Regions from separate parts of the Mus musculus genome. Here region 2 is linked to region 1. A link is a contact called in public promoter capture Hi-C data. All regions are on one chromosome and are shown on one strand. Each heading gives the region's core, a stretch centred on a gene start, on an enhancer-like site or on the middle of the called end of the contact. The rest is flanking DNA. Distances are from core to core; before and after follow the strand shown. Region 1 holds the start of Esr2 (estrogen receptor 2 (beta)). Region 2 holds the start of Rab15 (RAB15, member RAS oncogene family).

The links. Capture Hi-C pulls out chosen DNA fragments and counts their contacts.
Region 2: a contact with region 1 is called in a promoter capture Hi-C map of adipose tissue. The contact joins the promoter of Rab15 here to the promoter of Esr2 in region 1. A contact is called at or near these places in 1 of 39 promoter capture datasets (liver) and 1 of 9 other capture datasets (adipose tissue).

Annotation. Positions count from the first base shown.
Region 1 is chr12:76,174,844-76,180,978 of GRCm38.p6, reverse strand. It overlaps Esr2 (estrogen receptor 2 (beta)), which reads left to right and starts at 3,720. Exons shown (of 10, transcript NM_207707.1): 1 at 3,720-4,032.
Region 2 is chr12:76,819,428-76,826,253 of GRCm38.p6, reverse strand. It overlaps Rab15 (RAB15, member RAS oncogene family), which reads left to right and starts at 3,730. Exons shown (of 7, transcript NM_134050.5): 1 at 3,730-4,060. The coding sequence starts at 3,937. Gm34988 (a long non-coding RNA gene) reads right to left here. Exons shown (of 2, transcript XR_381699.2): 2 at 4,354-6,826.

The DNA of each region.
Region 1 (6,135 bases), core at 2,471-4,970:
GGGGGATTGCACATTTGAATTTGGAAGCAACTTGGGCTACATAGTGAGTTCAAGGCTAGCCTGTGCTACATAACAAGACTCTTCCAAAAAAATTTAAAAATAAAATATAAAAGGAAGGAAGGAAAAGAAAGAATGTATTTTATATAGCCATTATGTATAAAATAAAAAGGTGACACATATACACGTGTTGGTTAGTTTTTTTGCCAACTTGACACAAGCTACAGTCACCCGAGAAGAACTAACTTCAATTGAGAAAATGCCTCCATAAGACTGCCTTGTAGGCAAGCCTGTGGGCTATTTTCTTGGTTAAAGATTGATGGGGACGGACCCCGCCCATTGTAGAGCAGGTAGTTCTGGATTGCAAACGACAGCAGTTGGGCCAAGCTGGGAGGTGCAAGTCTGTAAGCAGTGCCCCTGCATTGTCTCCCATCAGCTCCTGCCTCCAGGTTCCTGCTTGGACTCCCTTCATTATGGACTACAGCCGTGAGCTGTAATGAATCTTTTCCTTCCCAAGTTGCTTTTGACCATGGGGTTTATCACGGCAATGAAAATCTAGTGAACACACACACACACAGGCACACACACAGGCACACACACACACACAGGCACACACACACAGGCACACACACACACACAGGCACACACACACACAGGCACACACACACACAGGCACACACACACAGGCACACACACACACAGGCACACACACACAGGCACACACACACAGGCACACACACACAGAGGCACACACACACAGGCACACACACACAGGCACACACACACAGGCACACACACACACAGGCACACACACACACAGGCACACACACACAGGCACACACACACACAGGCACACACACACAGGCACACACACACAGGCACACACACACAGGCACACACACACAGAGGCACACACACACAGGCACACACACACAGGCACACACACACAGGCACACACACACAGAGGCACACACACACAGGCACACACACACAGGCACACACACACAGAGGCACACACACACAGGCACACACACACAGGCACACACACACACAGGCACACACACACACACACACACACACACACACACACGCATACACAATGCATAGTTCAGTGTCCATAAGTGGCCACTGTGTATAAGAACCACTGTGGCTACTGGTTTCTTTTTTTATCTTGTAGCTTCCCGTAGTGAATGTAAGCTCTGTGAGCCTCTGTTCTCATCTGGAAGGCGGAGCCAGTCTTACTTGCCCCTTGGAACCGGTATGAGGATTACAGAGGAAGCTGTGCAGTCTGGCTTGGTACACATACTTCATAGATGTCAGCTTTCTCTCCCTCACACCACCTTTACCTGCCTCTTGGCTCTGGGTTGAGATCCTTTCATGGATGTTCCACTGTAGATGATTTTTTAAAATTAAAAATGTATTAGTGTATGTGTATATAATGTGTGTGTGAATGTGGGTGTGTGTATGCCATGCGCTTTGGGTGGCAATCAGGGTAACTTTTGGTAACTTTCTGGAGTTGGGTCCCTCCTTCTCTCCTTCCATCTTTTAATTTTAGTTATTTAGTTTTATGTATGTGGGTGTTTAGCCGGCATGTGTGTAAGTATGTGTACCATATATGTGCCTAGTGACTGGAGGTCAGAAGAGAGTATTGGCTCCCCTGGGACTGGAGTTACAGGTAATTGTGAGTCGCCATGTGGGTGCTGGAACTGAGCCCAGCTCTTACATAAATCCTTCCACCTCCTTGGGTTCTGTGAACTAAACGCTGGTCTGTCAGACTAGCTCGGCAAGTTCATTTATTGGTTGAGCTATCCTGGCCTCCCTCCAGATGAATCTTGTTAACAAAGTATCATTAAATGAACTGATTTGTTTAAGATCGCTACTGCAACTTTTCTACCAAGGCAGGAAAGGAGGAAGGACTGAGTGACACAGGACACACAGACACACAGGAAAGGACACAGGGACGTGCAGACTGGGAAGTATTAATCTCATCCTTGCCTATCCTCACCAGGATGGACTCAGTAGCTACCCACTCTCCCATCCACTCTACCTTTCCTAAAAGGACAGGGACATTCTATCTCACAAATGGAGAGAACCCAGGACTTTTAGCTTAAATGAAACCTGTACATGGGATGAATGGGGGCAGCGAGCTTTGTTTTTGTTTTTTTCGAGATAGGGTTTCTCTGTGTAGCCCCGGCTGTCCTGGAACTCACTTTGTAGACCAGGCTGGCCTCGAACTCAGAAATCCGCCTGCCTCTGCCTCCCAAGTGCTGGGATTAAAGGTGTGAGCCACCACCGCCCGGCAGCAGCGAAACTTTTGGTATAGCCTTTGCTCATAGTCTATAAAGACCGTGCTTCTCCACATATGTAGTCTGCGGTGCCTACCTGTGGCACTCATAAACCCGGGCCTCAGAAAGGTCCCCGAAGGCGTTTTGGTTACACCCAAAATGTTGAGGCTGACATTGTATAAGTTTCCCTCCAAATCCCCCCCGCCCCCCCCCCCCCCCCCGGTTTTCTTCTATTAGAGTACCGTCCACCAAGAATCACATTCTGGGTCTGAAGGGACATCTCAGCTGTTAAGATAGCTTGCTGCTCTTGTACAGAAGCCTAATTCTGTTCCCAGCACCCATACGCAGGAGGGAATCCCGCACCTATAGTCTCCGTAGACATCTGCACGCCTGTGTACATACCCATGTGTGCATAATTTAAAAGATAAAAAGTAGATCTTTAAAATCCTTCACAAACATCCCCGTGATGTGTGCGGATGGCTTGACGATTAATTAGGTACACCAGTGACACCAGGTTGGCCTACAGGTCATTTGTTTTCCTTTTAACTTTTGCCACCAAAGGCTGCCTTAAAGCCAGTTGTTTCCTCAAAGACTATAAGGTATGGTTTCAGCCTTTGTGTAGAAGGGTCACTTCCAGGCTAAGCGATTGAGCTGGGAGGATCAGATCTACCATCAGGGGGCGCCAGAGACCCTCTCCGCCCCTGTAAAAGCGCAGGCAGATTTTCTCCAGGTGAATTCCAGGAGGCTCGCGGGATCTTGGACCTAACCCATTGCCTTTTTTTCTTTTTCTTTTTCTTTTTCTTTTTCTTTTTCTTTTTCTTTTTCTTTTTCTTTTTCTTTTTCTTTTCTTTTTTTTTTTTAACGAAACAAAACAAAACAAAACAAAAAACAACTCGTTTTCTCTCCCGGCTTCCATCGCCAGCCGCTGATAGATGAGCGTTCAAACCTTCACCTCCAGCCCCATTGCCTTGCCTTTCTGGAGCACAAGCTAACACTCCCTGCAAAGGAATCTGCCTTCATTACTTCGTTATTACTGCTAATTTCGGTGCTATTACCCGAAACCGGGGCCTGGCCCATGCTTCTCAAGGAGAGTTGTCAAACTTAAGCATTTAATGACACGCACGTAGGTCAAAGTATGGAAACAGGATTAAGTGTGGTCCCTGGACGCACGCGGTTAAGTCCAGAATCCCTGGGGATCTGGTCAGAAATTCCCATTCCCGGGCCCCCATCTCGATCCTTCATCGTCAGTCTATTGGAAGCGGGGTGTCCCTAGAGGATGACTGTGAAGTGGCTGGAGGTCCACATCCAGTGGATCTGGTTGCACGGCGCGGGAGTGCCTGAGATCTCTGGCTCCCGGTTTGTGGTCACGTGGGCTTCTCAGCTACCCTCCCACACTCTTTCCAGGTCTTTAAAAGAAAGACGCACTAACGTTCGTTCGTTAGTCGTGGGCAGTCTTTGCAGCTTCTCCAGCTGCTGGCCCTTTTGAAAGGCACTCTCGGGTCCCTGCCTTCTCCCAGGCTTCTAGCATCAACCACCTCTTGAAACTTCCTGGGAGTAGAGGAGGTGGGGAGCTGGCCTGGAGGGAGCGGCTTGTGCGGCCACTGGCATCCCTTGGCATCCGGGTCTGCAGTAGAGTCTGGCAGCCGCCGCAGGCTGAGCGACAACCAGTGGCTGCGAGTCCCGCTCAGGGACCGAGGAAAGTACGTGTCTGCATTTAGAGAATGCAAAAGAGAGAATGTCCACCCGCTAGGTAAGTGTCCCTTTGCTCATAGTGAGGCTTAATTGACTTTGTGGGAAGCCGGCAGAGTATAGAACAAAAAAAAAAGGGGGGGGGAGGGTTGGGGCACGGGCATGTATGCAACTGTTCTGAACACTACCGGAAACAGAAATTTTTACTGACTTTTGGTTTAGTTATATAAATATAATTTCATTTTAAAGGAAGAAAATTCCTGTGGTTTTCCTAGCAGTGGATACGATGATGACGCTTCTTGCTTGAGTGTGGTGGACCAGGGAAGATATGCCTATCTTAGGCAGGTGATCATGGCTTGTCGACTGGCAATCCTTAGTCGTGTCAGAAATAGAGTTTAACTTCTTTCCTGGATAGTCTGAGAAAGATTAAATCTGATTTCTCTTATATGCTGAAGAGGAATCTAACTGTTGCTTCTTCCTGATTACCTGTGGTGACAGTTTCATAGTGGAAAGAGTGAATATTGGTATGTGTGTGTGTGTGTGTCTGTGTGTGTGTGTATAAAACAAAACTATGAATTTGAGCGCTATTCAGAAAGCAAGCGTGACAATTTAACTTAGGATTTAGAAGGCAGGTTTGTGTTTGGCACATAGTACCCTCGAGGAAAGATGTTTATGTCTTGTTCTATTTCAAGTGTTTTTGTAAGCATCACTTGAAATTTCATTGTTACTATAATGATCCGGCTCATGGTGGATATTTCCTCTCTCCGTGTAAATGTTATTTAAAGAGTGAAAGGAAAGATTAGAAAGAGGATATATAGTGACAACAAGAAGAGTGTAATCAGTAGCTTCATTTTCTTACCAGAGCAAGTCTGATTGTAAGGGTTCTCAACCAGTGGGTCGCGACCCCTTTGAGACACCCCCCCCTCCCCTCGATCTCCAAAAACATTTACATTATGATTCATAACAACAGCAAAATTACAGTTATAAAGTAGCAATGAAAACAATTTTATGGTTGGAGGTTAGCATAACACAAGGGTCTGTATTAAAGAAATTGCCCCACTAGGAAGGCTGAGACCATTTCTCTACAGCATTCTATATGAAGTAAAAGATGAGGTTTTATCAGTCAGGGTTAAAGCAGAAACTTTAGGATTTCATTTTATGTTCAATAGATGTCTAGATGAATCTGAAATTCTTATTTCAAGAGCAGTTTTAAAGACAACACTTTAAGTCTTGCCTAAGATATATAAATGCTTGAAATCAACAAAAAGCATGCAGAAGACAATTCCAAGGTGGGTCTGAGGAACCCAAATGGATCTAGTCAGATTGAACGTTTCTCAGGATTTATTTTTAATATAAAAATGTGAAATTTAGTACTAAATTCAATATATCAAATATATAAATTAGCATTTAATAGACCTCATGTCCCTTTTAAAGACTAAAACACTGTAATTCTTATTAAATGTGTATCCAATAGGCAATGATATTTCATGTTAAAATTTTAGTTGATGTTTTGAGTCACTTTATGGAATGACTATAAAGTGATTATATAAAATTCCGAGGAATACACTCATTTGCAGGAAAGTTGTTTCTACTATATATGCAACGCCCTTGAAAACAGAACATTTGGCTATTAGACTTCATAATTTGGTGTTTAGTACATTGTTATAGAAATTTGAAAAAGTTCTACTTATTGCAACATTGTTTTTCCGACAGTTGCATTGAAGCTTTTAGAAGAAATACCACTCGAAGATTCGTGATAGAGAAGAGTTAGCTTTTTCTCCTTTTGGAAGACACATACTCAGTTTTAAAGAGTTGCGTGTAAGTCAGTTATTAGTGGCCAGTTTTATGGTTGCTTTAGAGTAAGTTTCCTTTGTTCCTATCATGAAACTGACTGAGGGACTTAGTATTTTCCTTCGGAAGAGATCCATGTAAAGAAAATAACTGCTAACCAGCAGCACACAGAAAGAGCACTTGGTGCCTAAGAGGTCTCTGTAAGGGTCCAGGGATGTAGGTCGGTTGGTAGATAGTCTGCCTAGCATGCACAAAGCCCTGGCCTCTATCCACAGCATCACATGAATCAAGTGTGGCGCTTCTTGCCTGTAATCCTAGAACTCAAAATACGGAAGCAGGAAGGTCAGGAGTTTAGGAACAACCGTGGCTATAT
Region 2 (6,826 bases), core at 2,481-4,980, 650 kb before region 1:
GATTTAGACACGTACAGAAGAAAGACTATCTGCAAAGGAAGATCCTGCCTATGAGGCAGAGACAGAGGCCTCAGAGGAACCCAACCTTGGAGACATCTCAGTGTAACTTCTCACTATGGGGGATGAGGAAATCAACCTTGTGAAGAAAGAAGTGGGATGGAGAGCAAGGGGCCACAGGCTCCTGTGGGATGGAGAGCGAGGCGCAGAAACATCATTTTGTATTAACACAAATCACGGCCACAATTGTTTCCTTTGCTTACCAGCCCCTCAGATGCCCACATTTCTAAGAATTTGTCTTCTGCCATTTCAGAGTCACATTATCTCATTACAAGATCAGACCTGTTTATTCCAACATAGGGAGTATGAGGCAGGAAGATTGGGTCAGCCTAGGCTACTACATTATTATTTCTGGTCTAGCCTGAGCTACAATGTCACACCCTACCTTCCCCCTTTTCTCCTTCCCACCTGGAAAAAAAAAACAGAGAGAAGAAAGAGGGCGGTATTGACACAATGGCGGGGTTACAGGGTTGTGGGTGTCTTTCATATTCCTTCTAATTCCGAGCTAGGTGGGGACCCTCCTACAAAATGTACATACCATGCACTGTCACACAGGGTTGGACACATAAGGATGAACATGAGAGAGACATTGAGATTGAAGCTGATGAAGAGCCTGTGGACCAGCTGTGCTGTCTCAGTGGAGGGTGGGCTGCCTACCGAGGATCTCTGCAGCTATTCTGCTGTTGCTATGGCAGAACCCACAGCGGTGCCCTTGGGAGCATGCTCAGTGTGGCTGGTGTGGGGTGAGGGTAAGCCGAGAGAGACTTGTCTTCCTGAGAAAAGAATGAGTATCATTGAGTGACGGATTCTAGAAGGCTTGTGGGAGAGACTTTCAGCTGCCTCTCTTCTGATGTTTCTCAGCTACACTGAAACATCATCAGTCCAAGCCAAATACAACTGGAAAAGATGTCAAAACGCTCCACTGTGTGCCTGGGTTACAGCATGGTTGAAGTCAACTTTGTTGCCTCTATGTGATCTATGTGATATTTCCCCTTAGCATTATCTCAACGTCTCAGCACCTCCATCCCACAGTATTCACGGCTCTGGTCCAGAGGGAATCTGGTCAGGTGGGAATCTCAGGCTGTCGGGACTGCTCTGGGGCCCTGAGGGACCATACTCTCACCTTGTCATCCCCATACAAACTCACACCTGTGGGGCCCTCTGCACACCTATCGCTGCCTGGTCTAGGGCAGCTCTCCCACCTCTCTGGTTTTGTCCTTTTTGAGAAAGGGTCTCACAATGAATCCCAAACTGATCTTGAACTTGAAATATTCCTGCCTCATCCTTTCCAGTAGCTAGGGTTATACCACCATGCCCAAGAACACTCTCCTCCTCCCCTCCTCCTCCTTCTCTTCCTCCTCCTCTTCCTCTTTCACCTCTTCCTCCTCTTCCATCTTCTCCCTCCTCCTCCTCTGTGTATGTGCGTGTGCATGTGCACACACGCGCGCACACACACACACCCGTGGAGTACAGAAAAGAGCTTCAGGTCCTCTGGAGCTGAAGTTACAGGCAGCTGTGGGCCGTCCAGTGTCGGTCCTGAGAACCTATTTCCAGGCCTCTGCCAGAGCAGACAGGAAGTCCTCTTAATCACTGAGTCAAGTCTCTTCAGCACTACCCACCACCCACATGCGTTTAAACAAACAGTGGAAGCTACTGAGTTTGAAATCAGCCCTGTATGATGAAATAGACTTACTTTTTAGTAACAACCCCCTTTAAAAACAAAAACAAAAAAAACACTTCACTTTCCCGTCTTACCCAGAAAAAGCAATTTTTTAAAAAGGAAAGTTCCCCTATGGGTTGAGAGATTTGCCTCGTCTTGCATGTCTCCCCTGCTCTCTCTGACAGAGCCGCAGGTAATCAGTATCATCCCGAAAGGAGAGACCAGGGACAGTATTTACAGTGGCTCAATGGGAAAGCAGCTAAGGAACCTAACATCGGGGCTGCTGGCCAACACATGCTCTGTGTTCTTTGCACTGATGAGGGGGCTGGGCTGGGGACCACAGCAAATTAGGCCTCAGTTCAGCAAAGCTATCCCTAGCCTTCATCTGAGGGCTATTTTTATAGCCCAGGGAAGCAGAAAAAAAATCAATGGAGTGTTCTATAACTGAGGATTTATTAAGTCAAGTACCATGCTAAACAAAGTCCTAGAACTTTCTATGTAGCACCTTATTTTTACAATCCCATAAGAAGATCGTTACCCTAAGTACCCTTATTTTGATGAGGAAAGTGAGAGGCAAGATTTCACAGCTGTTGAGCACGGTACCTGGAAGAACTCATGTGTCTCACCCAAGAGCCCCCATCATGCCTTTGAAACCCAGCAAAAACCAAATGCAGAGAAATGCACCTCTGTGTGTGTGTGTGTGTGTGTGTGTGTATACACATATATATTAATTATCACATTTATACATGCCTATCTGTGCATCGCATGCATGCCTGGCACCTGCAGAGACTAGAAGCAGATGTCGGAACCCCTAGAACTCAAGTTAAGCTGCTGTATGGGTACTGTACTGAGAACTGAACCTCTGGAAGAGCAGCCCTTGTTCCCAACCTCTGAGCAGTCTCACACCTGGGAATCTTAATGGCCAGTCTAGGATCTGTTCCTTAAATAAAAGTAGCAAACATGTTTAGGGGTTTCCCTTCATTTAGGCACATTGCTTGAAATGTAGTTCATTTCAAGACAATAAATAGGCTTATCATTTTCCTTGATCCATTTCTCCTACTGACAAATTCATTTTCCATCTAATATTTAGCTTGAACACACACGTGCACATGCACTCCCACACACTCACACAGTCGTTGCTTTTTAAAGACCCAGTAGACTAGACTTGCTCTCCCCTAATACTAGTTCTCAAGAGCAGGCAATTTTCTGAACCCCAGAGAGGATTGATTTTCCTCTCTGGTGCTAACACATTTGGCAGCAGTAAACTGGGTCTCTAGAGAGGACAATTCATTCTTGGGTACCATTTGTATACAGAAATAAATATTTGGTAATCCGAGAACCTACCCTAGCAATCTAGACCCAAAGAAAACTTTACAGGAACCTCCTCCAAATAATTTTGCAACTTGGATTTCATTTTTAATGATAATTTATCTGTCTACTCTGAAGAACTGAACAATGAATGGGTCAGCGGGTGTTTTCCCGGTTTAAGAGGTGGGAGGGCATGACATAAGTCACTGTTGTGGGGCGGCCAAATGGCAATGACAGTTAATTCCGCAACACACCGGAGTGTTGGTGAAGGGAAGGGCGGTCCAATCCAGACCCTGATGAAGGCCTTCCAACTAGGGGTGAGCCCAGGTGGACCTGCCACTCATAAGCTGGGCCAGGCCGCTGAAGGGGCAACCTAGGTAGGGTGGAGTGATCAAGATCAGGCTTTGATCGAGGAGAAGAGATGGGACCGGGAAGTCAAGGTTGGGGATCTGGGCTGGGTGGGCGCTCATTCCAACTCCGCCTCTCAGATCGTCGGCGGAAAGATGCAGACGTATCCCTTCCGAACCCTGCCCGGGTCCGGGCACCCCAGGGCTTGAGAGCAGAGCTGGGATCCCGCCCCGGGCGGCCGCGGGGACCCCGACGCTCCCCTCCCCCGCTCCCGCTGCAGCGGCGGTGCAGGGGACGGGCGGAGGGCCGGGCAGGGGCGGCAGCCGCAGCTGTCCCCTCCCACCTCCCGCCAGCGCGAGCTTCCCCGCGACGCGCTCCCGCCGCAGCCGCGCTTCCCCGCGCCAGCGAGCCAGCGAGCGAGCGGGCGAGGCCAGCGCGGGGGCCGGGCCGCTTCCTTCTCGCCACCGCGGCGTCCTGGGGCTGGCTCCAGCCGCGATGGCAGAGGCTGAGCGGGGCTGAGCCCGCAGCCGCCCGCAGCCCTCGGGCCCCCTTGAGTCCCTGCCATGGCGAAACAGTACGATGTGCTGTTCCGGCTACTGCTGATCGGGGACTCCGGGGTTGGCAAGACATGCCTGCTGTGCCGCTTCACCGACAACGAGTTCCACTCCTCGCATATCTCCACCATCGGTAAGGGGCGGTGGCCCAGGGGCGCCCTATTCTCCCCTCCCGGTGGTTGCTTCTTTATCCCCAGCCCGGAAGGGATTGTGCGCCCCTTAAGGTAGAGGCGGTGGCGCGGGAGGCCAGGGATAGGGAGTGCATACACCTAGGGGTGTGAGGTTCCTCCCCCCCCCACACACACACTGGGGCCCTGAGACTGGGTTCCTACAGGTGAGGGGTATATGCTGCCTACAGTCATGGTCTAAAGATGGGAGTTCTGCCTTCTGGCAGGGGAGCCTTCCGATCCAAGATCCAAGATGAGAAAACAGGCGGGTGTAGGCCAGAGTGCCCTGAGACAGGGCAGCGAGATTCACAGCCAGTGAAGTGATATACCCACAGCTCCAAATGAAGGGAGGAGAACGGAATCAAAATGAGGACCAGGCAGTAAGTCACTGAGGTACCCTTAGTTTTAGGGTGAGTCGGTGTGGAGCCAGGATAGGAGTGGACAGAGGCAGACTCAGTAGTGAAGGGAAAGTCACAAGGTGGGACGCCTGGAGGACAGGGATACCACAGTGCAAGAAGGAAGATACGGGTGGGCAGAGACTGTTTGAAGGACGGTGGGAAAATCGGAAATGTCCATGCAGAGCAGAGGGTCAGCAAGTAGGCAGGCCCTACATGAGACCCGGACAAAGGCCTGGTTGGTACCCTGGCAAGGCCATTGAGGGCCACTCTGAGAGTGACTCAGTGGTCTCTCCTTCATGGGCAAGGCAAGGTCCTCTCTTCCAGGACGTCTGCCTTGAGGGGATTCCACCCATATCTGACACCAGGGTACCACACTTGGTCAGCTGTGGAGGATCCTTCTCGTGGCTCCTGACAGAAACAACCTGCTGACAACCTGGTCATCCAGTAGGAATCCTCTCCTAGAAGGCCCTGCTGCCTTCGGGGAGGACTCCAGCTCTCCTTGAGAGCTTCCTCTTAAGGCTTTCTTCTTCTCCCTTCACACTCCTCCCCCAACACACACTCCTTGCCAAGAGAGAAGGTGAGGGTAGTTGCAGTCTGGAGAAACAGAGCCTTGTAGTTGAGGCAGGCATGGCCTTGACATGTATGTGACGCTGACTGAGTGCTGGAGGTCCCTCTCATTGCGCTCGTAAGGTCTCCTTGTGTGCTTTCCCCTCCTCAAGTCAGAGCCAGAACAAAACTTGTCTATATTTCTCTGGAACGCTAAGGCCAGCTTCTAAGAGACCCCAGGAGCTAGGGTTGGGCCACTGTTTGAATAAGAACCATTGTGGAGGGATTAGAAGGGGGCAGATACTGAGCCTTGCCTGAGAGAGGGCTGCCTGCCTCTCTAGAGCTCTTAGAGATGAGACAGGTGTTGGGGAAAGCCATGGGAGTGAGCAGGGAGGGGCCGAGGAGCCATATGGGATATGAGAGAGTTTGCAGGCTTGGAACAAAGGGCAACAGGCTATTACTAGGGAAACTTGTCCTGATGATTCTTGACAAGGGTCTGAGGCCAGCAGCTGTTGCGCTATCTGCAGTGAGTCAAGGGGTATGGGGGCGGGGAGATGCTATGTGCCTGGGTTTTGCCTGAAGAACAGTAGTCTGCACCCTGGAGTCACGAGTACAAGTCCTTTGAGGGGTTTACTGGTCCCCATGACTTGGGAAGATCTCAGGACTCCTGCCTACTGTGTGAGGAGTCAGCCTCCCCAGGAGATGTATGCCTTTCCCCTCTTCCATAGAAAGAATGAGGGAAGGAACATCTGTTTCTGAAATAACAAATGACCCTGCAGAGGCTGTACTTCCCTTGAAAGAGAACTATCCGTCACCCCACACTAACCCTCTTCGTCTTCCTGCCATCTTCTTTCCAGCTGGTAGAATGCTAGACAGAGCACAGGGACTTCCCTGGAAATCCTCTGGAGCTCACTGTGTCAGAGGCTGTGGTGAAGAGTTGCGTGGTCTGCTTCTATATACGCCCATCTCAGTTTTGGCATATGAGGCTAAAACCTAGCCCTGAAGTTTGTTCTCTGCATCAGAAGGTGGCCACATACACCCCTTTCCATACCAGTCCGCTGATTCCTCATGGTTACAAAGTCCACGGAAGCCCTTCAAATCTGCCCCCAACTGAGTTTCTTAAGTGCTTTCTTATTTAAAGCTTACGGAGGCCCTGAGGTTCTCCCCGTCTTGGCTTGGCCGTGTTTTCCAACATTAACTGCAATAGAAGGGAAAAAGCTGGATGGTCCTGAGAGGCTTTCCTTCTGTGATTTGGAAAGTTTCCCAAGGAAGGGGCAGCCAGGAGACAAATCAGAAAGCCAGGGAAACGGGGGCTGATTCATAATTTATCCATTAAGAAGATGTGTGTGCTTGGGAGAGTCCATGTCAGACATCCATTTAGACATCTTTCCTCATTTGTTTTGCTTTCTTATGAATGGAGAAAACGAGGCCATTTGCTAATTACTGCCAAGGCAAGAGTTCAGAGTCTGGGCTCATACTGATGTCGCCTTTGGCTGCTTCTTTTATAATTGACTGTCTATTCTACGTAAGAACCCAAACATTCGATGAAAGAGCCAGCCAGGGAGACTGAGGCACTCATGTCCTCGCCACCTGTCAACCCTGAAGCTGGCACCACTGGTACTCACTCTGCTCTCCATACAGCTGGGCTGCCAGGTGAGGGCTGGTGGGGAGTGGAATGGCCAGAGCCTTAATGTTCCTGTAGTTTCCTGATATGACTAGCTTATCTGTTAATGTAATGGAGTAGTCCCAAGAAGGACCATGCTAGGCATTCTAGTGACATTAAATGCA